Regions from separate parts of the Mus musculus genome. Here all the other regions are linked to region 2. The links are chromatin contacts, called in public promoter capture Hi-C maps. All regions are on one chromosome and are shown on one strand. Each heading gives the region's core, a stretch centred on a gene start, on an enhancer-like site or on the middle of the called end of the contact. The rest is flanking DNA. Distances are from core to core; before and after follow the strand shown. Region 1 holds the start of Zfp420 (zinc finger protein 420). Region 2 holds the start of Ech1 (enoyl coenzyme A hydratase 1, peroxisomal). Region 3 holds the start of Haus5 (HAUS augmin-like complex, subunit 5).

Region 1 (4,932 bases), core at 1,173-3,672, 1.0 Mb before region 2:
TTCCTCATTGCCCAGGGAACATTTACTACGACGCCCCAGACTGTAGGTCAGGAGATAAATCTTGGTAAATTTAAAAGGATTCAAGTCACACGAAGAAGTGAGAAAGAACAGATCTATTAGAAATACTTGAAAATGGAAGAAGGCATCTCACGGGTTAAAGGCAATTAGAGACAAAAGCCAAGTGGATACTGGTTGTGAGTGACAGATGGCTCAGGAAAGGAAACGGCTGATACATAACGACTTTCGAGCTGTGCGTCTAATTTCTCATTTTAAAATTCCACTCAATAGCTAAAAAAACCAAAAAACCAAAAACCAACAACAACAAAAAACAGACCATAGGCCTATCCTCTCTCAGCTCTTAAGAGGCAGAGACAATAGGACCAAGAGTTCAAGGATCCTCACCTGGGCGACTCAAGACCCTGTCTAAAACCAAAACAGAACAGAATGAAGTCTGCAGTGGCAGAGGATCCCAGTTTCGTTCCCCTGCGCCCACATCTGGCAGCTCGCACCTGCCTGTAATGGAAGCTCTAGTGCCCTCTTATGGACTCCCCAGGTACCTGCATACAACATGGAGCAAATTCACTCAAATGCACACAAATAGAAGACTTCATTTACTAAATAAACAAAAACAAAACAAAACTGAAGGTTGAAGTAAGAATTTGACTAGTTGGCGCTATAAAGCAAGATGGTACTGAAAATATAAAAATTAAAAAAGCTAAGACCCTCGGTGGTTGTGGCGCATGCCTTTAATGTCAGCACTCAGGGGGCAGAAGCAGGGGAATTTCTGAGTTCAAGGCCAGCCAGGTCCACAGAGTGAGTTCTAGGACAGCCAAGGCTGCAAAGAGAAACCCTGTCTCAAAAAGAAAACCAAACCAAACCAAAACCAAAACAAAAAACTGAAACAAAAGCTAAATTCTCCCAAAAGTTACATAAATAGTACAAGAATGCTCTTTCTTTTAATTTGAGCATCAAATCCATTCTTTATAAATGTATCCAGTATTGGAAAACATCTATTACAAATTACACATTTTCATTACTCTCAAAATATAAACATCAAATGCCATTGAGTTAATGCATGCCTTTAACCCAGAACTTGGAAGGAAGAGGACGATGGGTCTTTATGATTTCAAGGCCAGTGTGTACTACATAAAGAGGTTCAAACCAGGCAGAGACCTGCCTCAAAAATAAGTAAATAGGAATAAATAAATTGCCTTGTTCCTCCATTATAAGAGAAGACTTGGGTAGGAGACAGTCACAAAAACAACAATAAAGTAAAACAAAGATCGTTTTCTGACATGATAAAGGCTGTTGAGGAGACAAATATCTGCTTACCTCAAACTTCCCTTCTAGATGGACAATGGCCATTTTTCCTCTTCTGTGTTGTACTTTGAGAATAAAAAAGTTAAATGAGATGCTATGTTGTTCTTGCCATATACTCTGAATTAGAGACAACCTCTTCCTCCGTCCCCACAGAGGGGTTAAGTCTTTACATTCTGGGAGTAATTGGGGAGAGACAAAGTCACAAGCAACTCAGGATCCTTTGGTAGATTCATGGTGGGGACCCCCCATGAATTCCAACAAAATTTCACCGTTGTACCCTACCACATCAGGGAAGGATCACAGGTAGAAACAAGAAAATTTCCACAGTCACATTGCTAGTGTCACAATTTACACTGTCAGAGCTACACCGTTGGAGCACTAACTCGTATATAGGACCCAAGCATGTACAATAACCAAACATTCTGTCAGGGACAAATACTGTCAGCGACATTCTTTTACAAGGGTGAACTTCTACTTTCTTTACAATCATGAGTACAGCACACAGCATCCTACAGTCACACACATACACACACGTACACACATAAACACACACGCATACATTCATACACACGCACTCACACAGTCACCCAAATGGGAGAACACTATAAAAGTCACAGGCGACGGAAACAAGCAATCGTAATCTCAGTGACACTATCACACATGTCTTCCGAGGCAAGCCAGTTATGCACAGGATACCAGGTACATCAACAACCTCAGAGTGACATAAACATCTAAATACCTCGCTATAACAGCACCGTTTCTCCACCATACACGTGGGCCGACACCATCAGTCCCAGAAACATCTCTAGTGAGATAAGCAACAATCACACACACCCTTGTGTGTCACAACTCATTCACACACAGCACGCCAACCACAAACCAAGGGTCGCAACAGGCTCCAAAAGCACAGGCTTGTGGCGTATACACGGGAGACACCGCCACCTAATGCCACAGACACGTCCTCCAGACGTTCCTCAGCACGCTCACCTCCGAGGGAAGCTCAGGGTCCCGCCTCCTGCGCCGGGCTCCACTACAGGCAGCCTGCTCTATGGGATGCTTAGGAGATCCTCCAGACACAACCCTCTCGTGACGCAAGTACCCCGAACTCTCGCCAGGAAACGGAAACGGCGTTCTGCTCCCGGTGGCTCTGGGAAATGTAGTCCAATGGCTGGGGCCAATGCCTGCCCCCCCCTCCCTCCCCTCCACCTTCTCTCTCACCCCTCCCTCTTTCCCTTCCACCTCTCCCCTCCCTTCCCCCTCTCTCCTTCCAAACCGCTCCTCTTTCCTCCCTCTCTCCCCCCAATCGCAATATTTGTGAGGTGATTTATACCTGTGGTAATGAGATTTTATACCACATGTGGGGTTGCTCAACAGAGATTCAGCCACTGTAGTTTGTTTGTGAAGGGTCACTACATATTTCTGGAATAATTGACTAGTTGCTCATGATGATCTGTGTTATCTTTCACCTGTATCCACTTCCAAACGACTTTCAAAGAACCCTTAAGTTTCCACTTCATTGGTTTGAAGGAGAATGGCCCCCACAGGCTCATATATTTGGATGTTGGTTCTCAGTTAGGAGATGTGGCCTTGTTGCAGGGGTGTACCTCTGTAGGTGGGCTTTGAGGGTTCAAGCCCAAGTGAGGCCTTAGAATCAGATGTGAGTTCTCACCTACTTGCTCTAGGGCAGAGCCTGCCTGATGCCATATTTCCTACCATGTTGACCACAGACTCACCCTCTGAAACTGTCTGCAAGCCTCTAATTAAAAGTGTTTTTTTCTTTTTTTCAGCCAGGCAGGGCTGACACACTCCTTTGATCCTAACACTTGGGAGGCAGAGGCCAGCAGATCTCTAAATTCAAGGCCAGTCTGGTCTACAGAGCAAGTTCTAGGAGAGCCAGGGCAATACAGAGAAACTCTGTCTTGAAAAAACAAAAGTATTTTTTCCTCCCAGAGGCAGAGTTAGGTGAATCTCTGAATTTGAGGCCAGTCTGGTCTATAGAACAAAGTCTAGGATACTCAGGGTTACACAGAAAGACTCTGTCTCTCTCATTCATATATATATATATATTTTTTTTTCCAGTAAGCTTGTATTTTTCAAAACCAACTTAAGTGTGCTTAAATGCTTTAACCTCCCTTCTAGCCTACCACCCACCAGAGGCAGTGGAAAGGAAAGGTTAATAGGGCAGAGGAGGATGTGGGCTGTTTAGAAATAGTTCTTTGGGGCAATCCCAGTCTTTGTTGTCAGGATAGCAGCAGGCAGTTCAATTCACAGGAATCAGCAGTGGTAGCTCGACTCACTTGTAAGCAATATTCACGAATCAGCCATAGCAGTGGCTTGCGTCCATCCAGAAGAAACCTCAAGGCTCTTCCAAATTGGCCAGAGTCCACAGAAGCAGCAAGAAGCCACTGGAATGCCACCGGAAGTTCTTTGGTGTGTTTCTCTCTACGAAATCACAACAAACGGTGACTAGCAAAGAATAGCAAGATGACCCACTGTCACCCAACACCTATGTCTGTTGGGTTATACTTATACCCTTTTCAAACATCACATGTTCTCTCAAGCATCTGCTAACAAAACATCACATGCCTTCTTTCCAAGTAGCTTCCAGAAAAACACCACGTGTCTGTTCTCAGCAAAACAACTTCCCACATGTCTGCTTCAGCACAACCATAAGACAGTTTCCAGAAAACTATCCATGTCACAAAGAGACCAGAACTTTCCACTTCATTTTCCTGTGTTGCCTTAGTCATGGGGTCTTCTCACAGCAATAGGAGAGTATCTAAGACAAATGCAGTGCCTACCTCGGGAAGGAACTGCTACAGGAATGGAGGCCAAAGGGAAGCTCAGCTTTACCTAGAATGTGGAGCAAGTTTTCTACAAGAAGAAGAAATCTACACATTATCTTGGTAATGAAAAATAAATAGTGAAGACACATTCAAAGTGGGCATTAAGAAGACTGTGTATAATGGCAAAATTTTCAGGATTTGACAAAATAAGAATTTGGCACACAGGTGAATATGGAAGAAATTGACTCTAATGCCAGGAAAGGAATGACAAGGATGAGAACAAGCAGGGAAAGAGGGAGGAGTCCTTCTTCCATGTCCTTAATGTAGGTTTCCAGGTGTGGCCCTAATTAGAGGCAGATCTTTCCACCCCAAAAGATCTGGATTAAAGGTGGGTCTTCCTACCTCAAAGGTCCAGATAAGAAGTAGACCCCCCTCATCAAATGATTTAATTAAGAAAAAAATCCCTCACAGGTGTGCTCGTTTTGGAGTTTTATTTAACTTGAGATGCAGTCAAGTTGTCAACTAAAATATCCATAATAGATGCTTGTAAAACAAATAAAACAATAACTATATTTAGAGACAATATTCAAGGCTTGTCACAATATAACATAATCACATTTTGTTCAAGAGACAGACAAACAAAACCTACCAAAGTCATATCATCCAAAAATTAATGCTCCAAGCTTGCCATCAACCATGATTGATATTACAGATAATAATAGACTTTTTGTTTTTAATTTTTTAAAATTTTGTTTAAGATGGGGTACGTTACATAGCTCAGTATATCCTGGAACTCACTTTGTAGACCAGATAAAGTCAAGTTGAT
Region 2 (4,460 bases), core at 530-3,029:
TTTTTAAAGATTTATTTATTTATTATATGTAAGTACACTGTAGCTGTCTTCAGACACACCAGAAGAGGGCATCAGATCTTGTTACAGATGGTTGTGAGCCACCATGTGGTTGCTGGGATTTGAACTCCGGACCTTTGGAAGAGCAGTCGGGTGCTCTTACCCACTGAGCCATCTCACCAGCCCTAGGGGGATCTTATGTTACATATTATTATATAATCATAAGTCTTTAAAAAATAAATAAATAAAAATAAAAACTTTCATTGAGAACCACTATGGAGCCAGCAAGATGGCTCAGCAGGAAAAGGAGTTTGAAGGCTTGCAGGCGAGCAGGACCAGCATCCAGGTCCACTTGATCATGGGGAAGGATAGAACCAGCTTCCAAAAGCCGTCATCTAACTTTTGCACACGTGTGCATGCACGCGCACACAAAAATAAAAGTAACTTTTTCTTTTTGGTTTTTCTAGACAGGATTCCTCCGTGCAGCCCTGGCTGTCCTAGATCTGGCTCTGTCATCCAGGATGGCCGTGAACTCCCAGAGAGCCACTGGCCTCTGCCACTCCAGTGCTGGGACTAAGGGCACATGCCACCGGCCCAGTATTTTTGTTTCCTTCTAGAAACAAAAGGAGGCCAAAGCATTGAGTCATGTTTACAATCCCAGCATCAACATTTAGGAAGCTGAGGCAGGAGGATTACTTCAACTTCTAGAGTAGCCTAGTCTAAATAGAGAGTTCCAGGCCAGCCAGGGGAGGGAAAAAAAAAAAGAGTAAGTGACAAAATCAGCAAAGAAAACTGCTAGCATGGCTGCCCCAGCAGGGGGAGAGGCGCCAGCAGGCAGACAAGTACCTGAAGTGAACATCTTTCCTGCACCGGAGACTACAACAGCCCGGCAGTCCGAGTCTTTGGATATCTTTTGGAAGCATTCCACCAACTCCCTGCAGAGGCATAAGAAGTAAAGGGTTATATCTGGAGTGGGAAGCCCCTGTCCCTGCCCACCTCTGTCTCCTCTAGCAGATAGGCTTGTGGGCTTGCAGGCCAGACCTCCAGAAAGCCCTGTTCATGGCATTCCTCTTCTCTGGCCGGTTTAGCTGCACGTGGAGAACATGCTTCTGGGCACTTGTGACTTGAATAGACTCATAGTTGTGGTCTGAGACTTCCTCGGGGGCTCTCTTGGAGGCCTCTTGTGCAGAGGAGCTCAGAGATCGAAGGCTGATGTTGAAGTACAGCTGGCTGGTACCTCTCAGCTCTGGGGAGACAAGGAAGAGACTTTGAGAGCCTAGAATGGGGACATTTTAACAGTATATGCTCTTTAGGGGCGCTGGCATGACCAGACATAACTTTTAAGATTAGGGTATGCAAGCCAGGAGGTGGTTGGGAGGCAGCATTTGGAAGGCAGAAGCAGTCCGATCTCAGATCGAGGCCAGCCTAGTCTGCAGAGAGTTCCAGGATAGCCAGGCCTACACAGAGAAATCCTGTCTCGAAAAACCAAGTTTCAGTCTGAGACTACATTAGACCCTTGTTTGTGGAAATGACCCAAGATTGGGGACAAAGAATTCAGGTTGAAAGACAGACCTAAAAAATTATAATTTCATTTTAAATTACAAAAGGACTCCTGAGTTTAAAGCGACCCAGGCAGACTTCCCGTCTTATCGCCGCTATAACAAGACGACACAAAAACGAGCCCCCACGGATTAAGGGGTAACTCACGCTGCATCAGCAGGCCGCGGAGTTTACTGGAAACTGTCATCGCGGTAGCCATTTCTGGAGCTCCGGAGCTGTGCGACTTACTCCCGAAGAAAAACTTAGGGGGCGGGCACGAACGTTCGCCATGTTGGTCAAGGGCACCGAAGCCACCGCGGCCACCGCCCTTTAGCAGCGAGGTCCCACCTAGTTCGCCATCTTTACTAAGGGCAAACGAAAAAAAAAAGCACTCCTTCGTGTCTCATGTGTTTGGGACGTTGCTTAAACCTTTGGCCCAGTGGGACGCTGGCCTGAGAAAATATTTCACAGTGCTGTTGGAAAATTGTGTATAAAGTTCATCACAACGCTGTGTTGGAACAAAATGCAGACAACTGAAATAGTCAAGGACAGAAGGGCAGCAGTTTAGTTGCTAGGATACCGGCTGGCCAGAATTAAGCAGTTTTTATTCCCTTACCGCCAGAAGTTGGCTCCTGGACCAGGGAAGTTATACGGATTCAAGGTTACTGGACATTTAGAAGTGCGTAGGCAGGAGTAAATGGCTCTAACGCCACCCTCCTTTGTTTTGTGGTGCGAGGGGACTGAGGCAACATAGGCAAACATTTAACACCGAACATATCCCCAGGCTCTTCTCCCTGATTTATGTAAGGTCTATATAAAACCCCAGGCTTGCCTGTAACTTCAAGTATCCTCCACCTTTTGCCTCCTGAGAAGGGATCATCCTACACCCAGCCCCCGCAACAAAGACTCTGAAAAGAACCCAAGGAAGTTCAATGTGGTGCCTCATACCTTCAATCCTAGCACTCAAGAGACAGGGGCAGGGAAAGAAAAAAAAAAAAAAAAAAAAAAAAGGGAAAAAATCCGGGCAGGGTGGCGCATGCCTTTACTCCCAGCACTGGGGAGGCAGAGGCAGGCGGATTTCTGAGTTCCAGGACAGCCTGGTCTACAAAGTGAGTTCCAGGACAGCCAGGGCTACACAGAGAAACCCTGTCTCGAAAAACCAAAAAGACAGAGACAGAGACAGGGGCAGGTGGCAGATCTCTGCGAGTTCAAGACAAGCCTCTTCTACATAGCAAGTTCCATTACTATAGAGACCCTGTCTAAATAAATATAATAATATGCTGTTTGTTTCTAGACAATTTCTGTGTAGCTCTGGCTATCATGGAACTCTGTGAACCAGGCTGGCCTCGAATTTATAGAGATCTGTCACCTTCTACCTCCCCAGTGCTGGTATTCAAGGCATGTGCTACCACTACCACCTGGCAAAGGCTATATTTTCAAAACAGACATACCAAAAAAAAAAAAAAAAAAAAGCCTGAGAAAGTATTACCCAAGAGCATAAAATACCGTCTAAGTGTGCTCCTTAGGGAGATGTTTGCCAAGAGGGTGAACAGATGTCTCTGGGCCAGTGGGACAGTAGGGGATGTCTGCTACCCAGACTTACAGCTGAGGTAGGCAGTCCCCACCCCACCCCACCCACACAAGGGACAGATGTAGCAACTACCAGGAGTAATGTTTTATCCTCCTTTTGTTGGAAAATCCTATGCAGATACTAAAATGTGAGCAGAAAGGACACCCTAGTTTCAGCTAAGAAATTAGGAAGTTGTTGCCTCTTATCAACAAAAAGAAACCCTGGAACAAATGGCTGTGGTGCTCTTGGCAAACCAAAGCACCTGCAGGCTCAGTCTACACCCCTGTGGCTCCACTCTGCTCACCCTGCCCCCTACCCTAAACTCAAGCTCCTGGGCGTCCCTTCCAGCTTCATTCCCATCTAACTCAGCCACTTTGGCCATGTTTGCTCTTTGCCCTCTCTCCTCTTGGTCCAACCCCTTTTGTGACTCCCTACTGGGCATGTTCAGTCTACTACCTTCTTTCCCTGCTCTGGACCCTTCCAGATGCCTCTGGCTGTACCCACTTCTATCTTCAAAACCTCAACCGTAGCTTGGAGTGGTCATGTCATCTCATTCAGTAATGTGCATCATTTAACTGGTATAAAAAAGTAATTGTGGATGATACACGTGGAGTGTTTATACATTTACAGGTCTAATTGCCAACAGAAAATGAACTGGATAGTAGATAAAACTCTTTGAATCTCCCCGATTGTTTTACAGCAAACTAGGGTGCAGTTAGTACTTTCCATGTGATACTGTGACTCCAGATGCTGAAACGCCAGTCTGGCTCTCCAGGACGTTGCCACCACTGTCACTAGTGTGGCCTGCTCCCACTCTCCAGGACATCAGTTTTTAACCTGTGTTCCTCCTAGGCCTTGTTTCTACTGAAGCCATCTCCGGAGGTTTCCATCTAAATCCCAGGACTATCCACCACGGACTTAACAGTTTGCATCCTTCAACCCCACTTGTAAACTCTGCCTCAGGATCAGTGAGTTAGCGAGACCCAGAAATGACTTTCAGGGCCAGTAAACCACAACGCACAATCATCTCTGTACACAGACCAAGGTCCAGTTGTCATGTCAGAACAGCATCAGAACTACCTTATTTTTAGACTTTTAACTTGAGTACTCTAATTTCCATGTGCCCCTGCATGGCAGAAGAGGGCATCAGATCCCATAACAGTGTTCACACACATACACATACATACACACACACACACACACACACACACACTCAGCAGGTCCCACCAAGCCACTTTTGAATCCTGTAGCTTGGCAACCATCTTGCCAGGCGGTGGTGTACCAAGCTGCAGAGATCAGCCTCAAGCTCTACTCCTACTCCAGAGAGCTAAGCACTTGGACTACAGGACAGCAC
Region 3 (4,449 bases), core at 1,069-3,568, 1.8 Mb before region 2:
CAGATTATAGCTGGTACCTACCAAACATACCTGAGTTAAACCATCCTTCTCTGCTTTTAGTGTTTATCATGACTATAAATATACTTCTGAAGATATTGAAGAATTTGATTATATTAACTTGCATTTTTTAATTATCCTCAATAGTTTACAGTAATTTAGTAAGCTTCATAAGATTAGAACTTCACATATTATAGCTGTTATGTTTAGATTTTTTTCTTTTACGTTTAGATTTAAAATAAGGATTTTAAACTGGACTTCTCTTAGTGTCAAAACAAAGCTTTTTAATCCATAAAGAGACTGGGAACGTTTCTGACCTATATATGGTGTGTCATTGTAGAACATAACAGTTTCCCATATGACTCAGTTTATTAAAAAACTAGTTTCATAATGCTAGCAAAAGCAAAGATAGACATATATTCTTAAATCATCTGTCAGCCTAAATAGACCTTAGGCAAGGAGAGACATCTCTAAGCCAGTAATGTTTAACCTTTTTTAATGTTGTAAGCCTCTAAAACTTTTTAAAGGAAGTTTGAAATCTCTCAATTGTGTCTTTGCAATATCAAAATTAAGTATTTTTTAAAGAGCAAAGACATAGAGCATAATCATAATTTTCAGAAGGCAAAATCAAGTTCTAATAGTGTAAACCATTTAATCTTTCTAAAATTAATTGCAAGTGGGTTTTTATGTTACGAGTGTGGCTGTCTGAAAGGTACATTGCTGTACATACGTGCATGGAGGTGCAGTTTTTATCTTAGTAAAATTCTATAAACCTGGATTTTTAAGATAAGACGGGGGCTAGAGAGATGGCTCAGTGGTTAAGAGCACTGACTGCTCTTCTGAAAGGTCCTGACTTCAATTCCCAGCAACCACATGGTGGCTCACAACCATCTGTAATTGGATCCGATGCCCTCTTCTGGTGTGTCTGAAGACAGCTACAGTGTACTTACATATAATAATAAATAAATCTTTTTTAAAAATTAAATTCCTGCATTCCAGGAAGTTATCTGGTTCCTGAGCAGGTGGAGCTTGCAGATTAATTTGGGGAATTACCGTACTGCATGCAGGCAAAAAAACATATACTCACAAAATAAGATCTAACATATCTTAAAATATATAGAAAAGTTAGCTAAATTAAAAATTAATAAAATGAGCATTAAGTCCATTGTCTCTCATTTGTTTCTCATTGAATGAAAATCAGGACAATGTTGCGGTAATTTCTCACCCCAATAAGCCCGTATAAAAAACACACAACTCAGTTATAGTTATAAGCTATATGCCTAGATTGGGCAGATCTATCACTGTACTAATCTAGTTGCCAACTATGAGACTTCTTGCTACTTGCGGCTTCTCCAGGCCATGTCTCTCTCCTCCCTCTCTGAGACTGGGAAGAAGGCCCAGTGAGATCACCTGAGTATGCGCTCTGCTCATTGTAGAGGACAGCTCCTCTTGATGAAGCAGAATAAACATCAAAATACAAATGGCGCCAGGGCAACCCACAACAGGACAAGAATGCTCCTAAGTATGGGTGAGAAGGATTTTACTGTAGACATGAAGAAGAGTACAGCCAGAGGCATCTGGAAGAGTTCAGACTGAATATAACCAGCAAAATAGATGGGGCCACGAGAGGAGAGGTGGGGAGTGGGGCGGGGGCGAGCTAAGAAGAGAAGACTTGGAGAGAGGGTTCCAAGAGGACCCCGAGGGTGCTTGGGAATAAAGAGGGGAGTGGCCAAAATGGCTGAGTTATGAGAATCTGAAGTGGGCAAAGCTCGGGGGCTAGAGAGATTCGGTGTAGGGGCGGGGTATGCCAGGCAGGCAGGATGACTCTGTAAGAGGTTGTTGTGAGAAGGGCCTGAAGGAACCTAGAAGCTAGCATAGACCTCGATATGCCAATAGACGCCACCAAAGGCATAGATTAATGGAAGAGTTCTATGTCCCTTCTGCCAAAGACGAGGAGAATGACCACTTTTAGCAAGTAAAAACGATTTTCTTAAGTCCCTGAGAGAATGATGGGTTTTGTCTAAAAGCCCGAGTTTGGGAAAAGGAAATTTCTTGCACGTTCCCACCCGCCGCCCCCTTTTTTTCCCCAGGTAGAGTGAAGCTTTTAGAACCTTCTGCCTCTTACAGTGAGTGAAAGAACAAAGGTGGATAAGCGGGTGTCTGAATTTCACCCCATCCTTTTCATTTTCATTTACTAACCTACATACACTAGAGCGCCAAGAGCCGCTACGGGTAGCGGCCCGGTACAGAGAGACCCGTCAGCCGGGACCTGCTGTCTGCTTGGCAACCGGTGACATCTCAGCGTCGCGCTCCTGACGTCATAGATGGGCGCCATACTTAAAGAGAGTGCGGGAAGCTGCGACTGCAGCTGAGCTCTGTGACAGCCATGGAACTAACGCAGAAAGAGCGGGAACTGAGTCGCTGGGCTGCTGAAGAGATGGAGGTGCCCCTAGCAGCTCGCCCCCGGGAGTCGACGCTGCGTAGGTGAGGCTGCTTCTGGAGTAAGGTCTCCCCATCCTGGAATTAGCCTCGAGGAGTAAGATCACCGCCCTGTTAGACCCCCGGGGCCCAGGTGTAGAGAACGCGACCCCCAGAAACACAGCTTGATCATAGACGCTGTAATAACAAGAGGTTTTTAATCCGACGCACATGAGGTTGCTCAGCCTCGCAGGGAGAGTCAACCCCGATTGTCTAAATACAGCTAATTTATACTTTTTGTGAAAGGGCTCACACAGCTATTTTATTATTGGCTAATAAAGCAACAGTATAATTTTAATTTGGCAGAAAACTTTGTCAGCAATCAGCAAGGTCAAAGCAGCTTGTAGTTTTCCTCAGAATTCAGGCTGAGGAGGGCTAGGGAGGTTTTCTCAAGGATGGTCATTTCTGGCAGCTGTGGTCTTTATGACCACTAGTCTGTCCCTGCAGATAGGGAAGGGGCCGGGTGGTCTTGAATTTGTTTACACTGGCAGGGAAAGAGAAGAATCTTTCTTTCTTTCTTTTTTTTTTTTTTTTTTTTTTTTTTTTTTGAGTTTCTCAAGACAGGGTTTCTCTGTGTATCCCTGGCTGTCCTGGAACTCACTCTGTAGATCAGGCTGGCCTAGAACTCAGAAATCCACCTGCTTCTGCCTCCCAAGTGCTGGGATTAAAGACATGCGCCACCACTGCCTGGAGAAAGGGAAGATTCTTTAAGCAGCAGGAGACAGCTGAAGATAGAGAGTGGCTGCTGCAGACAGCTTGCAGCAGGAGACAGAGATAGGGGAAGCAAGCTCTGCAAATAACTTTGGTATACATTAATTAAGCTAAAAACTAAGCCGGGCGTGGTGACGCACCCCTTTAATCCTAGCACTTGATAGGCAGAGGCAGGTGAATTTCTGAGTTCGGCTACACAGAGAAACCCTGTCTTGAAAAGACAAAAACAAAACAAAACAAAATATTAAGCTAAAAACTATATTTCTTCCCAGCACTCGGGAGGCAGAGGCAGGCGGATTTCTGAGTTCGAGGCCAGCCTGGTCTACAAAGTGAGTTCCAGGACAGCCAGGGCTATACAGAGAAACCCTGTCTCAAAAAACCAAAAAAACAAAACAAAACTATTATTTCTTTATCCCTCATCGAGAATGAGACAGATCTGCAGAATAAGGGGGTTCCTACAGCACCTCACCTACCCACTCTTACCCTAATCAAAGGTGACACTAGGCAGTTGGCAGTGGCTGTTCTATTGGGGATCAAATCTGCAGAAACCAGTAGCATATGACCCTGTTATGAAAGACCATTTCCTGGGGTGGAAACCTCTTACACCCACCTCTGAAAGTGACTACAACTAAACCTCTCCTAGAAGAAATAGAACCTGTCATGGAATAAGAATACCCTCAGACTTAGGGAGAAGGCCACCCTCTCAGTGACAACCCCCAGGCCCACCCACCGAAGTGAGAAATCTTGGAACTTTCCACCACCATAACTGTGGAGACAGTGGAGGGTCCTCCTCTCCTCCTGGGCAATGCTCCAGTCATACTCTATGCTGTATCCCTTCAGGCTGTGTCTGAGTCAGGGCGCTGACATCTGGGCCTACATTGTGCAGCATGTGCGTAGTCAGAGGTAAGCCAAACCTAGTGCAGGGGAGGGGGTCAGAGAGTGGGAAAGGCACAGGGAAGGCCCACAGCAACTCCTCTCCCTTCATCTCTCCAATGCAGGAATATCAAGAAGATCCAGGGAAACCTCCTCTGGTAACTGCTTCTTAAATTCATTGATTCCTATCTTCACCAGTTTTGTCTAGCCTTGTCCATAACCAAGGCCTCTACTTCCTGCCTTCTCCCCTGGAAGCCCCAGCCATCTCCTAACTCTATTCTCTTTTCTCTAGGCATGCCTATCAGGACAATCCAAAGGTAAGAAGCCTGTGTGGTTAATATTCTCCCTCAACCAATAGTCAGCTTGCAAATATTCTGCTCTAGGCCCTGG

Evidence for each region. Promoter capture Hi-C pulls out the DNA fragments that hold promoters and counts their contacts. Capture Hi-C pulls out chosen DNA fragments and counts their contacts.
Region 1: a promoter capture Hi-C map of neural stem cells shows a contact between it and region 2. The contact joins the promoter of Zfp420 here to the promoter of Ech1 in region 2. A contact is called at or near these places in 1 of 39 promoter capture datasets (neural stem cells) and 1 of 9 other capture datasets (pancreatic islet).
Region 3: a contact with region 2 is called in a promoter capture Hi-C map of liver. The contact joins the promoter of Haus5 here to the promoter of Ech1 in region 2. A contact is called at or near these places in 1 of 39 promoter capture datasets (cranial neural crest) and 1 of 9 other capture datasets (liver).

The regions. Positions count from the first base shown.
Region 1 is chr7:29,857,469-29,862,400 of GRCm38.p6, reverse strand. It overlaps Zfp420 (zinc finger protein 420), which reads right to left and starts at 2,422. Exons shown (of 4, transcript NM_172740.2): 1 at 2,308-2,422; 2 at 1,333-1,385.
Region 2 is chr7:28,822,657-28,827,116 of GRCm38.p6, reverse strand. It overlaps Ech1 (enoyl coenzyme A hydratase 1, peroxisomal), which reads right to left and starts at 1,779. Exons shown (of 10, transcript NM_016772.1): 1 at 1,705-1,779; 2 at 1,039-1,243; 3 at 844-932. The coding sequence starts at 1,756.
Region 3 is chr7:30,662,863-30,667,311 of GRCm38.p6, reverse strand. Haus5 (HAUS augmin-like complex, subunit 5) reads left to right here and starts at 2,318. Exons shown (of 19, transcript NM_027999.1): 1 at 2,318-2,481; 2 at 4,027-4,089; 3 at 4,185-4,217; 4 at 4,352-4,376. The coding sequence starts at 2,384.